Regions from separate parts of the Sus scrofa genome. Here region 1 is linked to region 2. A link is a contact called in public Hi-C data. All regions are on one chromosome and are shown on one strand. The core of a region is the stretch at or near the end of the contact, and the rest is flanking DNA. Distances in the headings are between cores, read along the strand shown. Region 1 holds the start of ARHGAP25 (rho GTPase-activating protein 25). Region 2 has its middle 13 kb from the start of GKN3.

Region 1 (6,209 bases), core at 1,636-4,135, 170 kb after region 2:
TGACAAGGGCTCCTCTACATTTCATTATGTAATTATGATTTTTTTCATTAAATAATATTAAACATCATCTGCTTGTGCTCAGTCATTCATTCAGTCAACAAATATTTGCCAGGTGCCCACTAGGACCAAGCACCATGCCCTATGCTAGATGCACAGTAATAGTCCAAGTCTACTCACTCAGACCACAGTGCCTACAGCAGGACTTCTTGATCACATAGTAAGAAGGGCTGGGGGCTTATTCGATGGCAGATGCTTGGGTCTCCCTTCAAATATCCTGATTTTACAAGTCAGCATGATGCCCAGGAGTATGCACTTTAAGCAAGCACTTGTAGTGACTTGTGATACAGGCTAACCATTGGACCATGACTTAAGAAATGCTGGCAGAAATCATGGAAATCTACCCAACTTCATCCCAGGTCTGAGATTATGCAGCCCTGTGCTGTAATGTGGTAATATCCAATATCTCTGAAAAAAAAATTTGTTTAACCATTTAATCAATTAATCATCAATGGTCTTATTTGCCATTTTTAAACAGAAGAAGAGTATGACCTATTCAAACACACTTGGCGAGAGGATAGAACTATCCTACATAAATAGAAGCAAGGCACTTTCAAAGGAACAGAACTATCATTTTACTTTTTTTTGGGGGGGAGTGTTGGGGGGTTTTTTTTGTTAGTTTTTGGTTTTTTGTCTTTTTAGGGCCACACTATGGCTTATGGAGGTTCCCAGGCTAGGGGTTGAGTCGGAGCTACAGCTGCCGGCCTAGGCCACAGCCACAGCGTTGCAGGATCCAAGCCGCCTCTGTGACCTACACCATAGCTCATGGCAATGCGGGATCTTTAACGCACTGAGTGAGGCCAGGGATGGAACCCGCATCCTCGTGGATCCTAGTCGGGTTCATTAACTGCTGTGCCACAATGGGAACTCCTGTAGAAGTTTTACTTTTAAAAACACATTTTCGGAGTTCCCGTTGTGGCTCAGTGGTTAACGAATCCGACTAGGAACCATGAGGTTGCGGGTTTGATCCCTGGCCTCGCTCAGTGGGTTAAGGATCTGCCGTTGCCATAAGTTGTGGTGTAGGTCACAGACGTGGCTCGGATCCCACGTTGCTGTGGCTGTGACGTAGGCTGGCAGCTATAGCTCCGATTCGACCCCTAGCCTGGGAACCTCCATATGCCACAGGTGTGGCCCCAGAAAAGACAAAAAAAAAAAATAAAAAATAAATAAAAACACATTTTCGTGACCTACAATAGAATAAGAATTAACCACAGTCACTGATACCACAGTCGTTAGGAGGTATGCACACTCCCCATTCTCTGAACTGACCTCAGGATCCAATGATTCCCAGGACCTCCGGTCCTCTCTGCAGACTAAGATAAATGGCTTCTCTGATTCTCTCAATTTTCCTTCAAATTCTTTCTCAGACTTACATCATTAACACTCAGTTACGTGACTTTGGAAGGGATCCCTTCTTTTCATAGCACATTAACCCCTGTTAGAAGCCCAAGTCGAAACGCTGCTCCAAGCAAAACCTTTCCAAGGCCTCAGAAACACCTTACCTCTGATCTATATCGAATACCAAGGACGTTATCTCACTACACAAGCGTAAGTAGAACATACAGGGAATCATCTCCAGCCCAACTGCTCCACTCTAAACTACCGTGATTGATACTAGAAGAAACCCATCCAAAGAACTTCAAGATAACAATTACAGAACAGATTAAAATCAATGTATCACCATCAGCACCAATGACAGGAGAGGCTGATAAAAGGCCAGTATATTTCAGGAAGCATGCCAGACTCCCTTAAGGTAATTACTCTTAAAATCTCTTTTATTTCAACTCCTTTTAAGAATTCCCTTCCATTCTGTCCCTTTAATTAAATATCTTTATTCTGCCTTCAAGCGTCTCTAAGTTCCTGTCTTGCCCGCCGTGTTTACTTTTTGCTACAAATAACACCACTCCAAGTCCCCAGAGTCCGCGAAGACGGTCTAGTGACCCAGTGAGCTCACTGAACAGAACTCCTTGTGTTCCCTTAGAGATCAAGCACTTCCAAGGACGCCTTTCAAAACCCACTCAAAATATGGATGAACGTCCAAACAGGAGGGAAATGATCCTTTCATGATAAACAAAGAAAAACTCACAGTGTTTTGTGTGATCTGTAGCCTTCATCCATCCCAAATAGCACAGATCCGGCACACGGAGGAGCTCCATTCCTGCCACCTCCCAACAAATGAAAAGCCGTCCCCAGCATCTGGGAACTTTGAGCCAACCTGTCTGTGTGAATGCAAATCTCACCCCAAACCCAGCTTTGCCCGAGAGATCCATTTTTAAGCAGACTATGCTTCCTGCAGACCGACATGCAAATGGTGGGAACTCAAGTATAAGAACCACAGATGCAGCCAAAAGGCATTGACCTTACCTATTTTCCCAGCCTCCCCTCGCAGGCTGAAGTCCCAGTTTCTCGGCAGCTTCAGGGACATGTTGCTTCTGGGTCAGGTGAGGAGCTGCCCAAGCCGGGAGTTTGCAACGATTCGCGCCCTGCTGGTCTTTTTGATCTTCTTGCTGGTGTGTGTGTGTTTTCCCCTTTGTGATGGCTTCGCAGGCACTCCTGGGTTTGAAGTTGATTCACCAACGTGTCGTCTCCTTTCTCTCAGATGAAAGGTCCATCCATCTGTCACCGGGGATGGCACCCCAGCCCTCCCCTGGTCCCTCGGGGACTCGTGCCTTGTGAAGTGTGCACTCTGCTTGTCTTGCTTTCAGTATTACCAGAAAGATCCCAGTTGACACTTCGCTCTGCGTCATGGGAAAGCAAAGCTCCTGTTCGAAAGAATCTCAGGCCTCACTGAGGCGAGGTCGTGATAAACAACGGCTGCCTCTTGGCTTTTTTTTTTTTTTTTTTTAACTGTCTGCTTCCTTGCATTTGAGGAAGTGGGTGGCTGTTCAGGGTAGATGATGCATTATAAATTCTTTCTTGAGAAAATGATTTTTGGAAATGCTTCTGTAAGTGGAGGGAGTGCTGTTAGGACACAAGCCTATAGCTCTGAGTAAAAGATAAAGAGAAGAAAATTCCAGGACCCTGGCCACCGACGTGTAAGCCTCCCTTCTCTCTTGACAGACTGGGCTTTCAAAAACTCTCAGTAAGACAAACAGCATCCACCAAAATTACCTTCCTTTATTTATTTTTAGTTTTATTTTTTTAAAGTTAACTACTTTTAATTCTTCTTGCTCTAAGGCCTACATAGTAAGTTCTCCACCTGCTCAGGACAAAAGGTTCCAAGTGATCTCAGCCTGATGTCGGGAGGGTCTGGAAGCATTTAGCTAATGAGTCCGCTTTAGCTACATAGACCCACTCACATGTTAAGATGGTTCTTTAACCTTATGTACAGGGTGTGGGTTTGGGAATCTGATTGACATGGGTTCCAAACTCAGTTTTTCTTCTTCCTAGCTCAGCAGCTGTTAACAAGCAACTGCAACTCTCTGGGCCTCAGTATCCTTGGCAGTAAAATGGGTTGATAGTAGCCATGAGTGCACAGAACTGTGAAAGCATTTAGTACAGAGCTTGACACACAGTTGTTGCACCACAAACATTAATGCAAACCTTATTCCCTTCAGTTCAGTTCTGTGACAGGCTTTCCTATGTCCAACTGGATCAGACTAACTTAAGTGATTAAGTATTTGGGCCCAGAGCCAGACTGAGGGGTGTTCAAATCCCATCTCTACTACTTTCTTGCTGTGTGACTTTGGACACGTTTCTTGACTACTCTGTGCTTTAATATCCTGATCTATAAATGAGGCAGATCACAGGGCCTACTTCAGAGGCTGTTATGAGGCTTACTAAAGATAGTAGGTGATAAGTTTCCTAAGGCTATAAGGTGGTAGGCTAATGAGACAGGAGATAAGAGTGTTCACAAGAGCCACTGCATGGCCAATGCACAAGCTCCACATCCCTTCATTCTTCAGCTCTCCTGGATGACTCTGCCATGCTTCCGCCTTTGCCTTGCACATGCTCACTCTGTTGGTGACCCGGCTTCCTGTTTCATTGAGAAAGCTGATGCTGCTGGAGAAGAAGGTCGGCAAGCTCCTGCCACCACACCTGCCCACCCGCCTGCGTTTGAGCGCGCACAGAGTCTTCTCTCAGTCATGATGGATGAGCTGTGTCACCCCTCCTCCATCTTTACCGTGTCATCCATTTCTTCCTTCTCTGGGATCATTCCCACCAATATTCAAACTTATTCTTTTTTCTTCTAGGGTTTTTTAAAAAAATCTCTTTTGATACCACTTCTCCTTTTGTCTACAGCCCCATTTGTCTCCTTCATTTCTTTTTTCTTTCATTCTTTTTTTTTCAGGGCCGCACTTGTGGCATACGGAAGCTCCTAGACCAGGGGTTGAATCAGAGCTGCAGCTGCCGGCCTACGCCATAGTCACAGCAACACATCAGTGACCTACACTGCAGCTTAGAGCAAGGCCAGATCCTTAACCCACTGAGTAGGGCCAGGGATAGAACCTGTGTCCTCATGGATACTAGTCAGGTTCTTAACCTGCTGAGCCACAAGGGGAACTCCTCTCCTTCATTTCGAGCCAAGCTTTCCTAAGAATTGTCTGTACTTGCAAACACCTGTCCCATTATTCTGTCCTGAGTGTCTTCCGTTGATGTTTTTGCTCCATGACTCTCCCTTATATATTCTTATCAAGAACACTGACAACATCCCTGTCGCTGAAGCCACTGGTCAGGTCTGCATGTCACCTCACTGTGGACACATCGGCTTACTTTCTCCAACCCCAAGCCCTCTCTCCACCTGGCTATCCTAGAACTCCTCCGTGGCCTGCTTATCTGCTCAATCTCCACCTCCTCGCTGATTCCATCTCATCTCCTTGACCTCTAAAGAGTGGAGGAAGCCTGTACCCACTCAGAGGCCTTCTTTTCCATCTATACCCACACCTTGGGGAACTCATCTGTCTCGAGGCTTTAAAGGCTATGCCTTGGATCCCTCCAATTGCTTTCCAGCCCAGACTACTCCCAAGCCCCAAACCCTACATATCTCTGCTTAGATTACAAATAGGCATCTCAAACTAAATCTGTCCAAACTTTAGATTCAGGGGAGCAGGCTGAAGGGGCAGAAGTGACCAGAGGCATATTCTTGTTGTTGTGAAGGAAGGGAATGTAAGAGGGAAGAGCCACACAAGCATATCTAAAGCCTCTGCTTTTTATCATATCTGCTCATATTCCAACAGCCAACACATCACACGACCACGTCCAAAGTCAGTGGACAGGAAGTCTACACACCCCTGAGGGGGAGCAGGGAAAGGAGAGTGGAGTCACTGTTCACAGATCAAGATTTTAATCCATCACACCAACTCAGTTTACCCAGCCACCCTCCAACCACCCCGCAGGTGCTGGATTCCTCTGAACTTGACTCAGCTCATTGGAAACTTCGGAGCCCACACTCTGCATTACTGCCTACCCAACCCAAACAGCGCTCCCCTCTTTCCTGTCCTGACTTGGAGGGCCGAGGGTGGAGAGCCATCCCAAGTCCCAGCCCAGCAGCATCTCCACAGGAAACTTGACATCCTCCAGAGCTTCAGTCCTGGGACCTTTCCCTCAAGAACTCTGAAACTATCTTGAAGGCAGCATTTGGGAACATATAGAGAACTTCCTTTACTCTTTAGGGTAGGTTCCTGTAAGTCTTGGAAAAACTCATGACTGATGGGGAAGTTGCTTGTGAATACTTGGAAAGGCAGTCAGAAGAAAAGCACCCCTGGAAAGGCCCAGCACAGCGGCCTTCCCTCCAAAGTGCCTGCTCTGGGGTGGTCAGCTGCCTGTAGGGGTGGAGGGCAACATGGCTACAGTGCTGCTCCCCCGTTCCTGACTTTCAGAAAATGAAGAATTTGATGTCTTGTCTGGCTGCAAAAACAAGAAACCAGCTTGCAACAAGCAACCAACATCTGCCATAACAAAAAGAAAAGCAAACATTTACTCATCTATTGAATGCTAAGCATTTACTGAGTGAGGACTTAATTTTTACTGGATACTGGTGGAATGTTCACGAACAAGCTGCCTTTGTTTCTGCCCCCATGCAACTTACAATCTGTTGAGAGAGAACAATTAAGTAAATGATAAAGTATGACATGAGAAGGAGTATGCTGGGAGAAGTTTGGGGAGCTATGGGACTTTATGTCGGAGGAGACTAATTAGGACATGCAGCGTGA
Region 2 (5,738 bases), core at 2,097-4,596:
AGCTGTGTAAAGTAATAAATGTTTATGGTCTTTATATTTGGGATAATTTGCTGTGTACTAAGAGATACATAATATTTTTTGTTGTGGAGGTGAAATTCACATGACATAAAATTAACCATTTTAAAGTGGACAATTCATTGACATTCACAAAGTTGTTCAAGCACCACTTCTATCCAGTTCTAAAGCATCACCTTATAAGGAAACCCCATACCCATTAAGCAGTTATTCCCCATCTCCCCTTCCCTCAGCCCCTGGCAACCACCTGTGTATGAGAGTGCCCATTTCACCATATTCTCACCAACACTTGTTATTTTTTTATGCCCCCAGCTGTGTTAGTGGGTATGAGGTGCTATCTCATTGTGGTTTTTGTTTGCATTTCCCTATTGAAGAAATGGTACTTAAAATGTCAGCTATCTAGGAATGAATTTGACCTTTAGGAGGAAGGATGTTTTGAAGGGCTCCAGTCGTGAACTCATTAATTCACTCACTCCTTGAAGCATCATTCCTTGAGCACCTTCTACAGCACAGGCCCTGGGTGCAGCAGAGATCTCAAAGATGGCTAATACAACATCATTTCCCCAAAGAGCAAGTGAGATGTTTAATTTGTAATCTATTCTGACTGCAAGTAGTTTTAAAGACGATGTGAGGAAGTGTTAGGAGACTTACCCTCACTCTAAGGAAGGCAGATAGAAGGCTTGCGTGGGAGCCAGAGCCAAGATCCTGAGGGTTCATGAAACAGGTTGTCAAATTCATGACTACGTCCAGGGCTAGACCTTCCCAGGCTGAATGAATGAGGTCTTGCTCGTGGTACCCATGTCAGGTCTCTACCACTTGTCAGTAAGTTCAGGCTCACCTGGACTGGACTGGCTTTTCTTCTCATGGAGGCAAGCCCAGTGGGCAATACACATGCTTGGTTTGGAGTGGTTCAGAGCTGGGGAGTCTATGCGAGAGAGGGTTAGCTTTTTTTTGTCATCAACTCCCAGTTCCAAATGCTGATCTAGGGGTTTGGTCAGACTTCATTCATCTGACTTCTGGCATCAACACGGTCTCTACCTACTCCCAGAATGGCCCCTGCCTGGTCTGATGCTGCCATACTCCTGTCCATTCCTTTAGCTTAGATAGATTTAGAAATGTAATATCTGCTCACCCTGAACTTGAACCTGGCATTTGACTGGATTATAATCATACCAGATCTTAATTTGTCCCCTCTCCCCTCTGGCTAGAGTGCATAGGTCCTACACGCCTGCTCAGTATCTTTTATGATGTAACCAGCTTCTGTTTACTGGGTTTGTTTTTCTTGCCTTTCAAATTGATTCAATTCATTTCATTTTAACAAATATATTTGAACACCTACATGCACTAGGCACTGTCATAGTACTGAGCAGACAGAAATGAACAAGTTAGACATTGTCCTTGACCTCATAGAGCTGACTGCCTAGTGGATGGTATGGCATTGAACATACCCATCCATTCATTCAATTGATCATTTATCCAACAAATACTTATTGTTTCCACTGGGTGTTAGACATCATTTTAGGTGCTAGGAATACAGTGGTAAGCTAGAAACAACCAGTCTTTGTTTGATGATAAGACGCTCACATTTATGGAGATAGGAATTTGGTACATAAACTTGTCTGTCATCTACTCCTCCCCCATGACTAGGCTTGTTGAAATTATTCCTTTGATATGCATCTTAACTACCTAGGGCTGCTATCCTGTTTTCCTCCACCCCAGAATCCCCTCAGGGTGCACCACTGTTTGGCTGCAGTGGCTGCAGTGGCTGCTGGCTTGATAGCCACATCATCCTTTGTCCATTGAAATGGCAGGTGTCATTCTTTGTCCACAGCAGCTAAAGTCCACCTCTGCGTTGGTTCCAGAAAGCAGTTCTTCACTCCCACTTATGCACGTCTCTCTAGCTCTTATAAATGTTTCTTCCCTATATCATCCATTTTTTGCTTCTCTTCTGGACTATTCCTATAAGCAAAAATACACTCTGTTATACCTCCCACATTCAAACAAAATAAAATGACAGAAACTGTAAAAAAAAAAAAAAAAAAGAGAGAGAGAGAAAGAAATGACTCTCTTGCAATCACCTCCCACTCCTAGAGAAAAGTCCTAGTCCTTTTCTCTCCTCCCTTTTAGAACAAAATGCCTTGAAAAAGAGGTCCATGCTGCTTCTGCCTACTTCCATGAGCCCCTCTCATCAGGCTTAGCCCCAAAGGCATTACCTAATGACCTTGACAAACCGAAGACAAAGGTCTGAGTCCTCCTCTTACTCAACAAACCAGCAGATCTGACCTGGTTGAGCCCCCTATTTCCCCTCCATGGGCCTGGCTTTGTTCCATGATTTCCAACCATCCTTCTCGCTTTCAGTTCCCCAACATTTTGAGGACAGTCCTAGACTTAGTCCTTGGACCTTTCCTCTTTTCTGTGTATATTTAGCTCACTTAGTCATTCCAACCACAGTGGTATGGTTTTAAAGAGTCTCTACTCTAATAACTTCCCAGTGTGTGTCCAGCCCAACTCTCTCTCTCTCTCCCTCCCTCTCTCTCTCTCTCGACCTCCAGACTCTAATTCTGCTTGATTAATATCTGATCATCTAGAGGTCAACATGTTCCTAACTGCACTTCAGTTGTTCTGTCCCCACAAACCTTCTGCCTACGGCCTTTCCCGTCTCAGCAAATGGAACCACCATACTTCTACTCGCTAAGGTCAATGTCATTGGAACCATCCTGACTCTTCCTTTCTTCTCACCATACTCAGTTTAGCAGAAAACCTTTCTAGCTCTACCTTCAATATATACACAGGATTAAAGAGCTTCTCATCAACACTGAAACTACTACCCTTGTTTAACCCACCCCAGAATCTTTGAAATTCTCCTAACAAGTGTTTGTCGGAGCATCCCTCTTCACTTCTAAGGCAGATCATGTTTTTCCCTTGTCAAAACTCAGCTGTAGCTTTCTATCTTGTTCAGTGTAAAAGCCACATGAGTTTCAGGAACCTCCTGGGCCCCACAGGGTCCAACCTCTGTTTCCTCTCTGCAGCTTCTCTCTTACCTCTCAACTCCAGCCACTTGGGTTTCTTACTATCTTTGCTCAGGGACTTTGAATGTTCTGTTGCATTTGTCTGGAACTTTTACCACAAGAAGTCTACTTTTGTTTCCTCATTTTTTTCCCCCTCTCTCTTTCTCTCTCTCTTTTTCTTTTTAGGGTTGCCCCTGTGGATTATGGAAGTTCCTGGGCCAGGGGCTGAATCAGAGTAGCAGCTGGGGCCTGTGCCACAGCCACAGCAATACCTGATCTGAGCTGCATCTGTGACCTATGCTGCAGTTTGAAGCAACTCCAAATCCTTAACCCACTGAGCAAGGCCAGAGATCAAACCTGCATCTTCGTGGAAACAATGCTGAGTCCTTAACCTGCTGAGCGCACAACAGGAACTCCTGCTTCCTCATCTTTTGAGGTCAAGATGTAACCTCCATCGGACCTTCCCTGGACACTCTGCCTAAGACTGCAGACTCCACCCCTGACATTCTCTGTCCCCCTTGTTTTCTCTTTCTCTGTTACACAGATCACACTATATAGTCTGCCTATAAAAATCATGCCATTTCTTCTACTAGGATGTAAGCTCTTTGAAGCTAGGGACTCCTGTCTGCTTTGTTTACTGCTTTATCCCCTGCCCATAACACAATGCATAACATCTATGTCCTCAAGAATTGATGTGAATGAAGCAGTAACTCATTACCATAAGGGCCCTCAACCAAAAAAGAGTGTCTCTGGAGAGAAGAGCAATGAGGACCCAGTGCAGATGCAAGGGGAGTGGTGGGGGAGGGGTCAGTCTTTGCTGAAAAGGGACTTTGGGGCTATGACCTTCCCGAAGCATGGGTGTGGCCAGTTGTAGGAGAGCGGGGTTGGGTGGGGAGGCAGCCTGACCCACTGGTCTGCTGGGGACAAAGAGGTTTCTTCAGTGTTAAAAGGAAAGTGCCAGGCAAACCAGGATGCGGGGTCACTCTAGAAGAGGGAAGAGAGAGTGTCCCCAGCAGAAGCTGGGACAAGCGCCAACGCTCTGTAGGAAAGGTGGCAGTGGCCAGATGGGGTGAGCCGTGGAGCCTGGGCCTGGATGTTTTCTATTGTCTGAGTGATGGGAAGCTACCAGAATGCCTCTCTTTTTTTTTTTTTAAGTTTGTGGGGGTTTTGCCATTTAAAAAAATTACAGTTGATTTACAATGTTGTGCTGATTTCTGCTGTATAGCAAAGTGACCAAATCATGTATATATGTACATATGTCTATATATATATATATATATATATTCTTTTTCTCATATTATCTTCCATCATGGTCTATTTCCAAGAGACTGGATATACTTCCCTGTGCTATATATTCACTAGGAATATTTTCTAATTCTCTGTGAAGAATGAACTGGAGGCCAGTAGGAGTGAATGTGAAGAAACGTTATTTCCCGGTAATAGGTGTTCTTGAAAGGGTGTGGGTTGTATGAGCTTCATTCCAGGTTCATTCCAGGCCCTTGGGCCTTTAGGAGAGGGGCTGAGGGGGGCCAGGCTTGGGTTCTTGCTACGCTGCCTCTTGGGGTTGAACAGAGAGCGCAGATGGGGACCTACCTAATTTCAGCTCATACAGGCACTTACTGTGAATTGCTAAGTGGGTGAGACCGGAGTGCTTTCCTGATAAAGAGAGAGCTTGTCAAGGGGGATTTCTGAGCCATTTTCTACATCAAATCAAGAGAGGTGCAAATCCCCAATCTAGATAAGAGAATAATGCAATTGCAGTCTTTGGCTTTAAACTGCACTGCAGATGAACCAACTGTCAAGGGCCCCAGCTGCCAGCGGACAGGCCTGGATGAGGAAGAATGCCAAGCACGCAGGGCTGGGACCTTGGACGTTCCAGGCCCGACTCCCCGCCCTGGACACAAGAGCAGTCCCCATGTGCTCCTGGATGGCCTGGTGTTTTACCACCAACTGTCATCATATCCAGGGAGCAGGAGGAAACCCATCCTGGACCAGGTTGTAGGGTAGGGTCTTCTGCCCCAGACTCTTTAAGGAAAAGACTATGATTTACGAAAAAGATATTGGTGAGCTCCCATTATGGTTCAGCCAGCCGGTTATGAACCCAACTGGTATCCATGAGGATGCAGGTTTGATCCCTGGCTCTGCTCAGTGGGCTAAGGATCTGGTGTTGCCCTGAGCTATGGTGTGTGTCGCAGACGTGGCTTGGATCCTGTGTTGCTGCGGCTGTGGTGGAGGCCGGCAGCTGCAGCTCCATTTGACCTCTAGTCTGGGAACTTCCATAGGCTGCAGGCAGGCAGACAAGCATTCTAACAGTTTTGTCCTTTTACAAATAAATCTTTAAACAGGATGAGAACATTACTAACCATCTTGAAAATAAAGTTGACCCCAACACTCTCCCAAAACTATGATTTTTCTTGCATAATCTCTCTGGGTATTTCCCATGGGACGCTAAAAACACAAGTCCATAAATAAATGTGGGTGGTGTCCTAATTTTTTTATAATTATATATTTCGATTAATCATTTAAAAATGTTTAAAAAAAAAGGAGGGGGGAGTTCCCGTAGTGGCGCAGTGGTTAACGAATCCGTCTAGGAACCATGAGGTTGCAGGTTCGGTCCCTGGTCTTGCTCAGTGGGTTAACCATCTGGCGTTGCCATGAGCTGTGGTGTAGGTTGCAGACGTGGCTTGGATCCCAAGTTGCTGTGGCTCTAGCGTA

The links. A called contact is a pair of places that touch in the nucleus more often than the background predicts.
Region 1: a Hi-C map of retroperitoneal adipose tissue shows a contact between it and region 2, with 1.9 times the contacts expected there. A contact is called at or near these places in 2 of 5 promoter capture datasets (fetal skeletal muscle and liver), 27 of 47 Hi-C or Micro-C datasets (alveolar macrophages, blood, brain and 14 more) and 2 of 2 datasets of targeted methods (alveolar macrophages and skeletal muscle).

What each region holds. Positions count from the first base shown.
Region 1 is chr3:73,647,112-73,653,320 of Sscrofa11.1, forward strand. ARHGAP25 (rho GTPase-activating protein 25) reads right to left here and starts at 2,886. Exons shown (of 10, transcript XM_021087416.1): 1 at 2,422-2,886. The coding sequence starts at 2,482.
Region 2 is chr3:73,477,860-73,483,597 of Sscrofa11.1, forward strand. No RefSeq gene overlaps it. Among named protein-coding and RNA genes, the nearest start is that of GKN3, 13 kb to the left of the region's middle.